Linked DNA regions of Zea mays: region 2 is linked to region 1. The links are chromatin contacts, called in public Hi-C maps. All regions are on one chromosome and are shown on one strand. The core of a region is the stretch at or near the end of the contact, and the rest is flanking DNA. Distances in the headings are between cores, read along the strand shown.

What was found. A called contact is a pair of places that touch in the nucleus more often than the background predicts.
Region 2: a contact with region 1 is called in a Hi-C map of leaf, with 3 times the contacts expected there. The contact joins the promoter of LOC100284438 here to the promoter of LOC100283081 in region 1. A contact is called at or near these places in 2 of 25 Hi-C or Micro-C datasets (both in leaf).

The regions. Positions count from the first base shown.
Region 1 is chr3:200,738,125-200,745,065 of Zm-B73-REFERENCE-NAM-5.0, reverse strand. It overlaps LOC100283081 (cupin, RmlC-type), which reads right to left and starts at 2,227. Exons shown (of 6, transcript NM_001155983.1): 1 at 1,678-2,227. It overlaps LOC103651186 (mucin-5AC-like), which reads left to right. Exons shown (of 1, transcript XM_008676802.2): 1 at 1-1,230. The coding sequence ends at 91. It also overlaps the pseudogene LOC109945320.
Region 2 is chr3:200,980,188-200,987,760 of Zm-B73-REFERENCE-NAM-5.0, reverse strand. It overlaps LOC100284438, which reads right to left and starts at 5,588. Exons shown (of 13, transcript NR_182104.1): 1 at 5,299-5,588; 2 at 4,136-4,233; 3 at 3,724-3,977; 4 at 3,441-3,592; 5 at 2,109-2,250; 6 at 873-1,029; 7 at 1-3.

The DNA.
Region 1 (6,941 bases), core at 978-3,477:
TGGGATCCAGGTAGTTGCACATGTGCAGGTCCAGGGCGCGGAAGGTGTCCGTCTCATCTCAAGGGGTCAAAAAGAGTCGCGATCGGAATAATAAAATAAGTCGAGATATAAAAGGCTTATTTTTAGGTGTTAGGTTTGTATCTAGCAGAGTCATCGTTAGCACCATCGTTAGGTTGCAACTCAAGGACGACCTGCTTGTCCAGGAGGGGTGTAGTGTCAGGGCCCAACAGGTCCTGCTACAGTGCCAACGTCATTGTAGTACACCCCACAGGTAGGTTAGATAAAGATAAGGCTAGTTTGGGATAAGAATAGAATTAGAGATAAGATTAGATCTAGTGTTTAGAGGTCAAGTAACCCTCTCTACATAAGGAGAAGGATTGTATCAATTGAAGGTAATCAAGAGATTAGGATGAAATCCCTTCTCTCTTGCCAGCCATGGGCAAAGCCCTGTGGTTGGCCTCCCCAACGCCCCATCCTTACTTGTTGCACCACGTCCATGGCAGGATCTGCAATCCTATCAACCCACCAGATCCTGATCCCTAGCAACTATATGTCCAGGTGCATAGAAAAACCTATGAATCTAGAAAAGTCAAAACATCTTACAATTTGGAACGGATGGAGTAGTTTGAGAATAGTATAACAAATGCAGACTTCATATTAACATGGATGAAGATTAAATACACTGTAAAAACATAACAACCACACATCAAGATCAGGTGAGTTACAAAATTATGATGTGATTCACTCTTAATAGAAGCTGCTATGTATTCAATTCTACAACAGAGTAGGCAACACAGAGATTTGGTTGCTCTACAATTTGATGACATCCTCCCCTTTGGAGGACATACCGAAAAGCTAAAGCCATCGAGCACATTTACCCTAACAGATGACTGCCTATGCAAAATGCTAATCTAAGTCCACCAGTAAAAAACATAATCACTACAGATTGTAATTTGTAAACACATAAACTAGCTCAAAAAATAAAACTACTGATATCTCAAACAACAATACATGAGGGGAAAAAAGACCTCATGTAGAAAAATATATGAAACATGATATTCCATGAACATATGGGTTAACAACTGCTCCCCATCTGATTGCCACATAAGCCAAGGCACAATCATTCATTTAAAATGTCCCACCAAGATTGATCTCAAGGCCACAGGACACAATCACCACCACAAACATCAACATTAATCACATCACTTCTACCTCCGATCAAATACCATTACAAAGATTATTGTCGCATGCATGTCTGGCGTTTAATTAAAGTATCAAACATCAGACATACCAACAGGACCACATTAGACCAAAGCGACCACACCCCCAAAACTAGTGAGTTACTGAGTTCCCAATTGTTACACAAATTCAGTGTATCAATGTCAAAAAAATCCACTACCACACGTTCACTGCATTTTGATTATAATAACTGGGCAACCTGGCCAAACTGTAGTACAATGTTTTCAGACCTAATAAGCATCAAATGATATTAATTGAGTGGAACTGGAAGAACAAAAAAATGCTGTCATAATTTCGAAAGGTTTGATCTCGTTATTCGCACAAACCGTTCATCCTTCGTCAGTCTAATCTAATACTCTAATTCAAAAACACAATCCCTTGTCGAACAATCTCCAAATCTAAGGACACGTCAAGGAGAGGAACAGGGGAGGCCAATACCTATAGCCGCCGCCTGACACGGGCCTTCTCTTCTTGCACGCTCTCGTCCTCTCTTTGCCCGCGTAGCCGCTGGCCCGCCGCTCCGTCTCCTAGATAGGGTTAGCGCCAGCGCATGCAAGGGGTTGAGGTGACGCACGCGCGCTGCCTTGTAGGGGTCGAGCACTTGGGGAAGTCGACTGGACCGCTGTTGGAGTATGGGCAGGGCACTTGGGAATAACGCAAACCGAGGCAGCAGATCCCACCCACGCACCTTTGGAGGCCAGAGCCTCACCTAGGCACTAGGCAGGACGAGGCGAGACGGGGCCTGAATCTCTCGGGGGATCCGAGGAGCAGCGTCGGCGGATTGGGCGCGTAGGCGAGCGCCACCGCAAGCGGCTAGGTGTCGTGGCCGCCGCGTCCGATCCGACGCCGCGAGGCATCAGCAGCGCCTCCTCGCCATGAGGGGCGAGTCGGGGAGGAAGGGACAGGGGCTTTACACTGTGGTCGGGGAGGCGCCGAGGAGGGGTGAGAGCGAGACGCGAGGATGCCTTGGCTCGAAACGGGTCATTTCTCTTCTGTAAGCAATTTCTGCTGCTGCGCGTCATCTTTTTTATGAGACGGAGTGGAGAGTGTACTAGGTGATGGGCTGTGGACCCCGCGCCCAGCAGCGTGGTCGCGGAGGCCAAGTGCCATGTACTAGCCGTCGACATGCGATGCCCAAGCCGGTGACATGACATCACATGCGGACCCCGGGCGCGGGCCACGCGGTCCTCCGTAGGCGAGGTGCTGGTCGTCTGGGAGGGTGCTGGTCAGGACATTCTGCGAGGTGGTGCACGGACCAGGTTCAGGAGCGAGGAGCCGCTGTTCGTGTCCTGGCCCTCGCGTACGCTGAAGGGGTAGTGAGTAGTGTGGGTGAACCGTGCACGCACGCGGGGCAGGGCGGCTGCGGGCTGCGGCACGTGAGCGGTGAGCCCGCAGGCCGCAGTGGCGCAGCGGGTGGGACCAGCCGCTTCCTGGCGCAGTAAAATCTTGCAGCTAAGGGCTGCAGCCTGCAGCCACTCGCGCTGTGCAGCAATGAGAGGCGAGCAGACACAAAATGTACGGCGTGGCACCCATACCGCCAATCAGTCTATGACATGTGGGACCAGCATGTCACGGGATGCATGTGTCCAAACCAAAGACTATCGATGTTCTGTTCTCTGGGGGAAGACTACAAAAACAACCCGCCCGTGCTCATTTTACAATTGGAACGCATTCGTCGCGCCACCGCACCCAGCAGCGCGCGACCTGCCGGCTGCCGCCTACCTAGCCAGCGGGAGCGGGCCTCGTTCTCCGCACGTCTGTTTCGGCTGTCTCCCCACGAAAACGAGTCATCGGCCTCGCCTAGAGATGGCAATGGGGACCCGATCCTCGATTCCCCGCGGGGAATTCCTCTATTAGGGAACGGGGATGGGAAAATTTCTTCCCCCACGGGGATGTAAACGGGGAAATTTTCTCCCCCGACGGGTAAACGGGGATGGGGATGGGGAAGCATTCCCCATCCCCGTTCCCCGCGGGGACCCGTTAAACTTACATGTGACGATGTTTTCATATAATAGTTAATGATAAAAAATAAATAATTATCTTGCCAAGAGATCACTAGTTGTACAAATACGTTCATTTTAATGTACACATAATGATTTTTACATCTAACAATGTGTATAAGTGAAAATGTTTTACATTAATAACAAATGAAGTACGATCTAATTATAATTTATGCGGGGACGGGGATCCCCGATGGGGATTTATCCCCGCGGGTAACGGGGATGGGGAAGAAATGTCCCCCGCAAGCGTTCGTGGGGATCCCCACGGGGAAGTTTTTTCGTCGCGGGGACGGGGATGGGGAGCCAAAACCCGACGGGGAATTCCCCGTTGCCATCTCTAGCCTCGCCCTTCCCGTTACCGTACGGCGCCGGACCACACCGGCACACCCATTGCATTGAGGCCGGTATAGGACGGCGGTTTCAGTGGAGCGCACTGTACGATGCCGAGCTAGAATAGGCTTTTACATGCAGCACTAGCAGAAGGGCGCAGACGAACAGGTGTCCGCGCGCCGGAAACGGACGGCGAGCAGCGCTGCGTCGTGTAGTCCCCGCATCGGATTCGGGTGGCGACCGGGGTGGTTGGGTCACCGGGGGTCGGGGGTCAGCCGGTCAGGACAGACAGGAGGTGGGATCGAGAATCGAGGGAAAGGAACGGACGCGCTTCGTTCGTTGAATTGGGTCGCGGGACTTGGGAAATGCGCGCTCGGCCCCAAGCGGCAACACCCTGCATTCGTGGCATTGGCAATTGGCATGGCACATCGGGTCGGTTCGTCGAATCGGGATGATGCACTGGTGCATTTACGGTCAACAGGAATACTAGCTCCATCGTAATATTATGGCTAGCACATCGTGAATATAGTCATAAAAAATACTATCTTATACTATATTTGTATTATTTATAGTAAAGTTTAAAATTTAAAATAAGAACAAGTAAATTACTGGGATAGGCTAATAATGTGTTTATCTTATATTTAAAGAAGTGAAACGGTTCTGACTCTAGTCACATATATAGAAAACGATACTAGTATTTATGATATAAAATAGATATTATTATGTTAATTATACCATACTCTCTTTATCTTTAGAAGAATGATTTTTTATGTTTATGATGCAGAATAAACATTAATATATTAATTATACCATACTCTCCTTATCTTTAAAATAATAAATTTCTATACTAAAGGTTTATCTTGCAATAAAGTAACTTATAGACTTTCACCATCCATTATACTTTTTTTAAGTTTACAACAGTGAATGTATTCAAAATATGTTTGGTATTTTTTTGAAGCTGATGAATCTAGTGGTATTTTTTAATAGTCTATTAGTACCACGTGCACGTATTTGACAGTATATTAGTTGGTGTCCTAAGGGTCAAATACCAAACATGTCTATACGTTATAAGCTCATGTATAATCTGTTTGGTGATTATTTAAATACGTATTTTTCTCAGAGATAATGAGATAGCAAATTTTGCTAGAGCGCTTCTATTTTTTTTCTAAAGCTCACTCTCGAAATCATCGTTTGGATATCTATTTGTATAAAAAAAAATTGACTCGGTTCAATATCCATTTTTTTATACTATCATTATCTCATTGATTAGGGCATATAATTTTTTTGGCATGGTCTTTAAAGAAATTTTTTGAACATTCACATCAACAAATACAAAAATGATGTTTTCTTAAGTTACTTTTGTGTATGAATCCAAATATATAGCATGCATACACTAAAATGTATTTTTGACTAAATGTTACGCTATACCTAGCAGTTCGTGTACCCGATTGTGGATGCACAATCGTATTCAAGTGTTCATGCTTCCAGCAGATTGTGAACGAGAACACATAAAATGAGCACTCAGACGTGTATATATGTGTTTCTCTCTTCTATGTAGTGATGATGCACATACTTATGAACGCTCTATTTTTTTTTGCACAGTCGCATGCATCCGCGAACTTCGCATACTGCACATCCACATAGGAGAGCTAGAGTCAGCCTTAGTCAACGATTTAAGATTTTCCAAATATGTGCACACCTTAATCAATGGGATGGGGGAGTATTTATATGCATATTAGAGGGCTAATTTACCATCCATATTTTAGGTAGCTACAAATCTAAAAGGAATATGACTAAAGAACTTGTTGGAGGATATTGTTCTACGAAAAACTTCATTCACAGTAACTATAAATAATATAAAGGGTAAGGTCTTGTATTTATACAAATCAATTGTGCGTGCCAATGCGTGGCTTTTCGGAATGAGTCCGGAACAGTGTAAAGAGATGCTTTTATCATACAACTCGATTTTTAACAATCAGCCGAACTAACCGACAAAATATCTCTAGACCTAACCAAGTCAAGATAACATATGTGTTTTTCTAAATGCAAAGCATTAGCACAACACCATAACAATATAATTCAATAAATAAATTGGGTAGTACAACATGTGTGTGTACAACAGATGCACAACCCTCTATCTACGGGTGCGACATGCGGACCTTGGCCTTACATGTTGTGGTGTGGGGTCCTACATCCCTTTCGACGTGTCGACCTTGCCCTCCCTGCTATTTGTGTACTCTTAAGTTCTTTTGGGACTATTCCCTTTTTGTTTTGGTTTGGTTCTCTTCTTAAGTACTTCTATGACTTAGACAAACATATTTAGAGTCAATCTAACTGGTCTAAGCCATATGCTTTCACGTTTTTATCAATCCAACTCAATTACTCACTCTAGCTCAAACTCAACTCTAAAGCACCAATTCAAAGTTTGAACTTTCCAACCTCTCTAATATGCTAAAAATATGCTTCTAGGGCTATTTAGAACTTATCCAAATGGTTGAACTACTCATAGTTCATCTTTTTCAAAATAGCTCTTTCTCGCTGGGCTTTGAGCTATTGGTTACATTCAATTCTTCAATTTCATTCTTATTAACCTGCATCTATTCACTTAGCAAGCTAGTTAGTCTATAATGTTATTATGGTCATCAAACACCAAAATCAATAAAGAAATGGCTCAAAGCCTAATCCCCTTTGAGTACCACCATCCACGAGGAAGAGACACACACTATGTCAAGAGGCCAAGCACAAAACCATTAAATTCCACCATTGACCAACATAATGAACCATAATGTTTTGATCATTGAATAATTATCTGAATATCTCGGCCTCAATGAAGCAAACAATTAGAATAAATAGTGCTAGATCATGACTCGACATGGTATATAAAAAGGTGTTTGGAAACTCGAAATTAGGAGCTTATAAATAACAAAACAATTGTGGCATAGCAAAGCAAACCCTCGTAAACTTTCTAGCATTGGTTGACACAACTACAGAGGCTAAGCACACATCAACGTATAGTCACATTCAACTTCCCATGACGTGCACCAAACACATCAATAACACTAGCACCATCTTAGTCTACATTACTGCGATGCAAGCATCAACAAACCAAACCATACCAATAGTAATAATAGAGGATGGATTAATTTCACCTTTAAGCGGATGGGATCTCGACCTCTTTCTCTATCATCAATCTACTATTGCAAGTCCTTGGGGTCCTTGACGTCGATAGTGCATCCAATGTTTACGCAGGTGCCAAGGATCTCCTTAACCGTCGGACATCTCCTTGGCCATGGACATGGTCTTCATGGTCTTAGCGATCTCATCTCCTTGTGATGTCTTCATTGATCTTCTACGAAGAGAGGTAGAGCGAAC
Region 2 (7,573 bases), core at 4,339-6,838, 240 kb before region 1:
TAACTGCCACAGAAAAAAGGGAAGTAAGCAACACATCATCTTGAACTAAAAACAAATCGCATTTTTTTACAGACAGAAATTTATAGTGTATTATTATTTAAAAATCAACCCCTTAAGGGTTGTATTCAGGTGTATTACCAGAAGAACATAAACCATGAGTAGCCAAATAAATCTTCACCTTGCAACATGTTTTAACTTGTAAGGCTGATAATAAATTGGTTTTGTCCCACAAGTCATCTTTGGATCAAAGGCAGGTTTAGATTAATTGCAATGTCACCGGGTTCATTATCAGATAGCAATAGTTCAAGTGTCCCTGACTTTCGGTGTTTAGACCTTTCACCGGTTTGGTAAATATGGAGGCATGAATGCCAAGTCACAGAAAATGTGCTGAGGGTTTTCTGTTTTTTCTCCATGTAAATATGTAATAGACAAAAAATATCAAAAGCTTCTGTGAGTTACGCAAGGGAAAAACGCCTACTGCACAAGAAACATATAAGTAACATAATTGAAGTGCAAGTGATCAATGAGAAGGGAGATCAGAGTTTTGCTGGTGACTGATAATTAACAAAAGAAAATGTGGGTGCTTAGTAACATGTAATTCAATCACTGACTACATGTGTATACAGAAAAAAAAAACATAAGCAGGTGATACTATAACACACCAGTAGGACCATGGAAACATTTAGTGCTAGAAGATAGAAGTAAAGCCTCTAATTTAGAAACGTTCCCATGTAGGCCTACACTTCAAGACAATGTGCCATTACACGTGCATAAAAACAAAGGGGTAACACTATAGACAAATGTCGTCATTTCCAAAAAAAAGTCGCTATAAACTATCCTGATGAGGAATCAGGAATTTAACAAAGTCTCACCAGAAACGCAGAGATGATAGTTGTCACTGATGCACCAATAAAACCTTCCCAAGTTTTCTTTGGAGACAACTTGATTAATGGTGTTCTCCCAAGAAAGAACCCAAATAAATAAGCAAAAATATCGTTGATCACAATAAGTGAAGCAGGCAAAAGAAACCTGAGTAAACATAACATTGTAAATGCGCCAAGTTCATTAATCGTTGCGTAACACAAATTACTTGAGTAAATTAAACAATCGGAACAAATATCTTCCACAATATATATTTAGAGATATGCATCACTAGTCCCATAGAATATTCCAAACTCAACTCGAATTGAAAAAATAAAAGAGAAGAACACTTCCCATGAAAAAAGTACAAAAAGGAAATATCAAGGCACAGAAGTCAGACAGGGGCAGAGCACACTATACCATAAGATATTCTGCAACATCTAACGTGTTACTAAATTGTCCGACCAATCGCCGTTACTCGCAATTAGTCTGGCTTATTGGTCCACGGACCACAAAAATCCACGATTTGGCACTCCAAGGCGACTAGTGCAATTAGAAATCTGATCTTCGAATTAATCATGATTAGTCATCTTATTAGCTCAGGGACAACTAGTAGCCATATGCCTGTGCAGTTTGTAGTTGTGCACTGGTGCTATAGTCTAGTAGCAATACTTAACTACTTAACACAGGTTGGCAAGTAGGCTGCTCAACGAGCCGACTAGCCACCAACTAACTGGACCTGGTCAATTAATTGGATTAGTCAGCTGATCGGTTTACTCATATGGCTATGAAATTAGAAAATGCTGGATGTAATTACAAGCCTTTGCTATCACACAAACTCGTACAGGCCAATACAGCCAACCAAGAGCGTGGTACCAATGTTGCTGAAGTAAAAAATGCAGACTGTAAATGATGTAAAGAGGCACATAGTGTTGGATAATGAAAGTGCAAAACTTTCCTCTCAAATTGAGAGGCTCAAGGTTACTATACTTTTTACAGCTGTACAAAAAATAAGTCAGAATTAAGTCCACAAATTCTAGTGAATCTGCAAGTTTACAGCAGATGAAAGACAAAATTGCAAGATTCATTTTCCGGAAGACATGGATCATGGAAGCTTTCTGATGATGGTGGAAATACCAAATCAATACATGTCTAACCTAAACTGAACAAAAATAGCTAAGCACTCCATATATCCCAAAAATGTTGAAACTCTAAACAGGTTATTCATAAAGGAACGAATCACTTACCAGAATATCCCTTCAAATATGTTTGCCACAGTGAAAGCAGACTGTGCAAAAACTGTTAAAAGTATCATGTGTGTCCAGGCATACTGTTTGAACTGATACTTGTATGTCTTTTTCTTGAGAGTCAAAATAAACCATACAAACCCTGGATCAAAGGAGCCATAAATACTAACTTTTTGCTAGGTACGAACCAGAAATTTATGATAAGCTGGTTATCTGCTATTAAATCATGACTATCAACACATGCAATCAAGTTAAATTCATGATACTTTCCAAGATAACTAGTATGTATGCATGTAACAGTAATCACTTAGGCAGGCAAAGGCATGTATGATCACTTAGTCACTTAGGCAAGCATGTATGAGGGGGACAATACAGGCAGACATTTGCAGACTCATGCCAAATGTGGTGATATGTCCAATGATCAAACCTAATGAAAATAAAATTTTCATCCGCTAATGTTCATACGAAGAATAACACAAAAGCCCAACCATGAATTCTCCCATTAAAATAAAGTGGAACACTACTGGCCAAACAATAACTAGCACAATTTGCGGGGAAAAAAACATTGAAGCAATTATGGGATTCCTTGAACTAAAATCTAGCATAGTAGACTATTATATGTTAGACATTATTGACAGAAAAGGATAGGATATAGTCTATTTTGCCCCCATCCACTCCAAAATGTAGGTTGTTTTGGTTATGTCCTACGAAAGGGCCTCTATGGTTAAGGCTTTTGAGTAGCACCTCCAGGTCCCGGGTTCAATCCCCCTTGGGGGCAAATTTCGGGCTCCCCTCGTCGTGCCCCACCCGCTCTCAGGTTACATCATGCGTGCCACCCTCCGATTGGGCCGTTGCAGAGTGGGCGGTGACGACCCGCTAGTGATGGGGGCCAGAGTTAAGAGATTTTCTCGATCGGGACCATGTTTCGGTCTCTTCTTAATGTAATATCGGGAGGATAGTCTTTCCCTCCTCGTCCGAGTTTTTTTTGGTTATGTCCTAAGTCAAATTTCTCTTACTTTAACAAATTTCTAGAAAAAATATATTATCATCAATACCAAATACTTGAAATATCAAGAACATTTCATGATGAATTTTACAAAACTAATTTCACTTTGTAGATGTTGGTGTATGTTTTCATGAACTTGGTCAAAGTTAGAGAAAAATGACTTACAACTAAGACAAAAATGGCCTACAGGGGGGTATAAGACCTTTTAACACGAGATCAAACTAGAAAAAACAGAATCGCTTTGAATATTCCAAATTGAATATGAAGTTTTTGTAACATATTTACTAGAGGAAATTATTGCATGTTCCATGGGATACTGAGCCTACCTGCAATATAAAGGAAATAGCAGATAAACATCTGATACTTAATTAGGCCACTGACGACCTTATAAAGCAAGTGATCTGAAGTCACTGTATTCACCAGCTGACGACTAAGAAAGCGCCCATAAGTGTACAGCATTGCCGTGAAAAAGAAGTGCCTACAATAGGAAATAATACTTGGGCATAAACGTCACAACAGAAAAAAAAAATACTGTTGAAAAGCATGGCAGCTGTGAAATTGACAAATTTCTGTTTAAACTTGGTAGGATCAAAATGAACCATTGCTTACCAATTCAGGACCCTGAACCCTGGCAGTTGTTTCTCTTCACTGGATTTTCTGAGTAAATTGAAAAGTTCTCTTGCCATGTATATTTGAATCACAACCACCATAGCCCAGATATATAGATGACCCATATAAATAATAAAGGCAAAGCCTCCAATCATCCATACTGTAGAATACGTACGGGTAAGCATTGATTTATATTTGTTCTGATCATTGACAAGCAATGGCTGTCCATTAGCTCTATTCCCATCTGTGGTAGCCTGAAAAAATGACCAAGATTAGTACGTAAAAGAGCACCTGAAACAGGCTGCTGCTCTAGCTTGAACCATGCTTCAGTGTATTAGCTGAAATCTAGAGAGAGAGAGAGAGAGAGAGAGCAGAGCGCAATAAAGAGCAAAAGGAACAAGAAATTACTAACCTCAGTTGGATGTTTGCGACGTCTTACACGTCCTACATGAGAAGCAGAAACATCGCTAGAGCTTGTGTCCCTTTGCATCACTGGTACTCAAAAAGTTACTAAAAAGAAAATAAAAGGCAACAGTCAATCAGACCAGATTTGATTATAAGATGAAATACAAAATGTGTAGAAATCAACACATGTATGAGATAATCTATGGGCATTAGAACTGATTAAAAAATCCTTGGAACAAAACGCTTGATCAGTGCTCTGCTAAAAATTCAATGGTACACTGATTGAACACCGGGCAAGCAAAACTCATTATAACAATAAATCCAAAGGGGTCTCAAACAAAGGGCGTGCGGACAGCAGGTTCAGCTGAAACTGAACCCCAGACAGTTTTGGAAAAAACGAACACAAACCAGTATTACCCAAAAGACAAATTGCTTTAGATGAACTGGAGCACCGTGCCAGTCCTAGGAAGGAATGTTTGGATTTGAGGGACGGTAAAGGAACTAACAAAACGAGCAAGCATCCATCTAACTCCAATCAATCTAGGGTTCCTCGCCACTCCAGAACATCCAACTCCAATCAATCTAGGGTTTCTCACCAAAACAGCTAGGTGCCCTGTTTTAAACGGAGGAGACCTGCAACGGCTGGCTAAGCGCGACCCCGCCAGGCCAGGGTACGGGAAGAGGAATGGAGGAAGGGGATTGGTGTGAGGAGCCGCCTGTGATTACTTTTTCCTCAGTAGTCTCCCGTAACCGTAACCCAGAAAAATACGTAGTGCTTCCTTACTGTGGCACGGAAGTATTTTGTCAAGTCTACTGGCGTTGCCTTGTTCGCGGCTTCCCGCGTCTATACAACGCTAATGATCGGCGCAACAAACAAGCACATCGTTCTCGCGATTATTAATGGGTGCGCGCAACCGCTCATCTAGAGCCGTCCCAAATCGTCTCAATTAACAACCGCGGCACCGTCCAATGAACAGCTGACAATTGCAGTTTGTGATGACATATTCCCCCAAAGCAACGAGTCGCCGCCGGCGCAACAACACAGCCATGAGCTAACCACGTTGGCGCCAACCATCCAGAGCAAGCACGCCATAAGCTGAAGTGCTAAACCGACGCAGTCAGCCTGCAGGAGCAACAGCGAAAAGTAGCGTCACTGGGAGACGGAGATACCTCGAGGTCGCGGAGCAGGAGAGGGTGGCCGGTTCAGAGTTGGAACCAGGGGAGTACGCAGCAGCACAGCCGCCTCGCCGGCGACGGGGGCGACGTGCGTGGAGCGGGATTCTGTGGAGAAACCGCGGGTCCGCGGCCTGCACCGTGCTGCTTCGGGAAGGGCGGAGATGGGAGAGAAGCCTGCGCGAGAGTTGTGGGCTTGTGGCGCTCCGTTTCCCAGCTGCTCCTTGTCGGTCCACGGGAATCAGAATTCGTTCCTTTAACCCCTCTTTTGGCACAGAATCCAAAATGCTTTGCAACCTATCCCAACCATGAATTTATATATTCATCAACTAGTAGGGTATCCAGTAATCATGTATAACGCTGAGTCGGTGAAACAGTTTTCTAAAGGGTGTTTGAATGTACTACAACTAATAGTTAGTTGGCTAAAAAATGTTAGTAAAATTAGCTAGCTAACAATTAACTACCTAACTATTAACTAATTTATCAAAAATAGCTAATAGCTGAACTATTAGCTAGGTTGTTTGGATGTTTCAACTAATTTTAGTCACTAACTATTAGCTCTATTGCATTCAAACACCCCGAGACAACTAAAATACAACGTGATATAATCCCAAGTTTTAGATAATAAATACAATCAAGACACAATATATATAGAGAGTCTGTGTAGAGACGGGCTCTTCAGGAAGAGTCTGTCTCTTGATTTTTACTTAACCCCCTAGAAACTTCTCAAGAGACCCTTCATTTAATTGAGTTGTACATGCCCAAGTACAATAATGGGCTCTAAGCATGCTTACCTGGCATTTTTGCTTATGTAGAAGAGAGACATAAAAAAGTAGAGGGAGTTGGCTCTCATGCAAGAGTTAGGTGCTTCACGGACATCAAGACAAAAGGATGAAAGAGAAAGAGACAAAGGATTCATTTAAGAGCCAACTTTATTATATAAGTAAAAATGTGATATGACACTATAATAAAAATAGTTTTAAAATAAAAAAATCATGTTTTTATGATATTCAGGACATAGAGAGATATAATATATACTAGATAATTAAAACAAGAAGCATATCATTAAGAAAATAAAATTTTATGAAACCTATTTGTACCCTAAAGTTATAGTGTCTATATAAATCAATAGGTGTAAAATTGCTTATAATTTTCAGCATTAAAACTGCTCTAAATATAAGATAATAGACCATTTGACCTATCTTGTTGAAAAAATATACCCAATTGGATTCATTAGTGGTTAGTGCGTTTAGATCAAATTTTTGTTATAATATTTGAACTATGCCCCGATTCAAAATAGGAAAAAGAAGAAGAAAGATCTAACCGAATCAGGTCACTGGTGTGTCAATTCAAACTTTTTAGGCTAAATGATTTGACCAGAAGTTTTGTTCTGGAAATCCGATGAAAACTATTTTCTCATTATTTTAATTAATTATGAGGCTCATGAGGACTAAGGCATGTTTAGAAGCTTAGTATGTTTTTAGTTTTGAAGCAATACTACGCTATTTGATGACTGTAGTATTCAAAGCTAAAATATGTTTCGTTGGTATAGGTAAAACAAAAAATTTAATGTCATGGTTTACCCAAAAATATGGTATTTTGGAGTGACCTCAGTTTTCTCGTGTTCTCTCTACACATACTTGGGTTTTCTAATATAACCGAACAAATTTTAGTTTAAGCAATAATATGGTAAAGTAATAGTATTTCAGTCATATACAATTGTAAACTATGGTATTTTAAAGTTATAGTATTTTAAAATTTTATTATCAAGCATGCCCTAAGGTGGTGTGTGGCGTGGCTCTAGACTAAAACTCTAAGGAAGAACTCGCTAAAGCCAGCCAAACATCCATAGAATTTTGATGGCTACACTAGGAATTTGTGGAGTGTCCCTTTTACTACTCTGAAATCATTAAAAATAAATCAGACATAAGGTTTAAAGTTATTTACCCAACACTGCCACTAATCATGATAAATCAACCTATACTCGAGAGCAGAGTTGTTCCTGAAAGGGAAATGGGCTCGAAACCATTTCTAGATTAGTTTTGTTGTTTGATGACCATCACAACCTCTGGACTAACTAGTTTGCTAAGTGATTGATCACTAGTTCATAAGAATAAGAATTGAAGATTCTAAGTCAGAAAATAGCTCAAACCCAACTATAAAGGGCGTATGTTAGAAAAGATAAACTATTCGTAGTTCAACCATTTGGATAAGTTCTAAATGCCCCTAGGATCTTGTTTGAGCAATCTAGAGAAGCTGGAAATCTCATAGT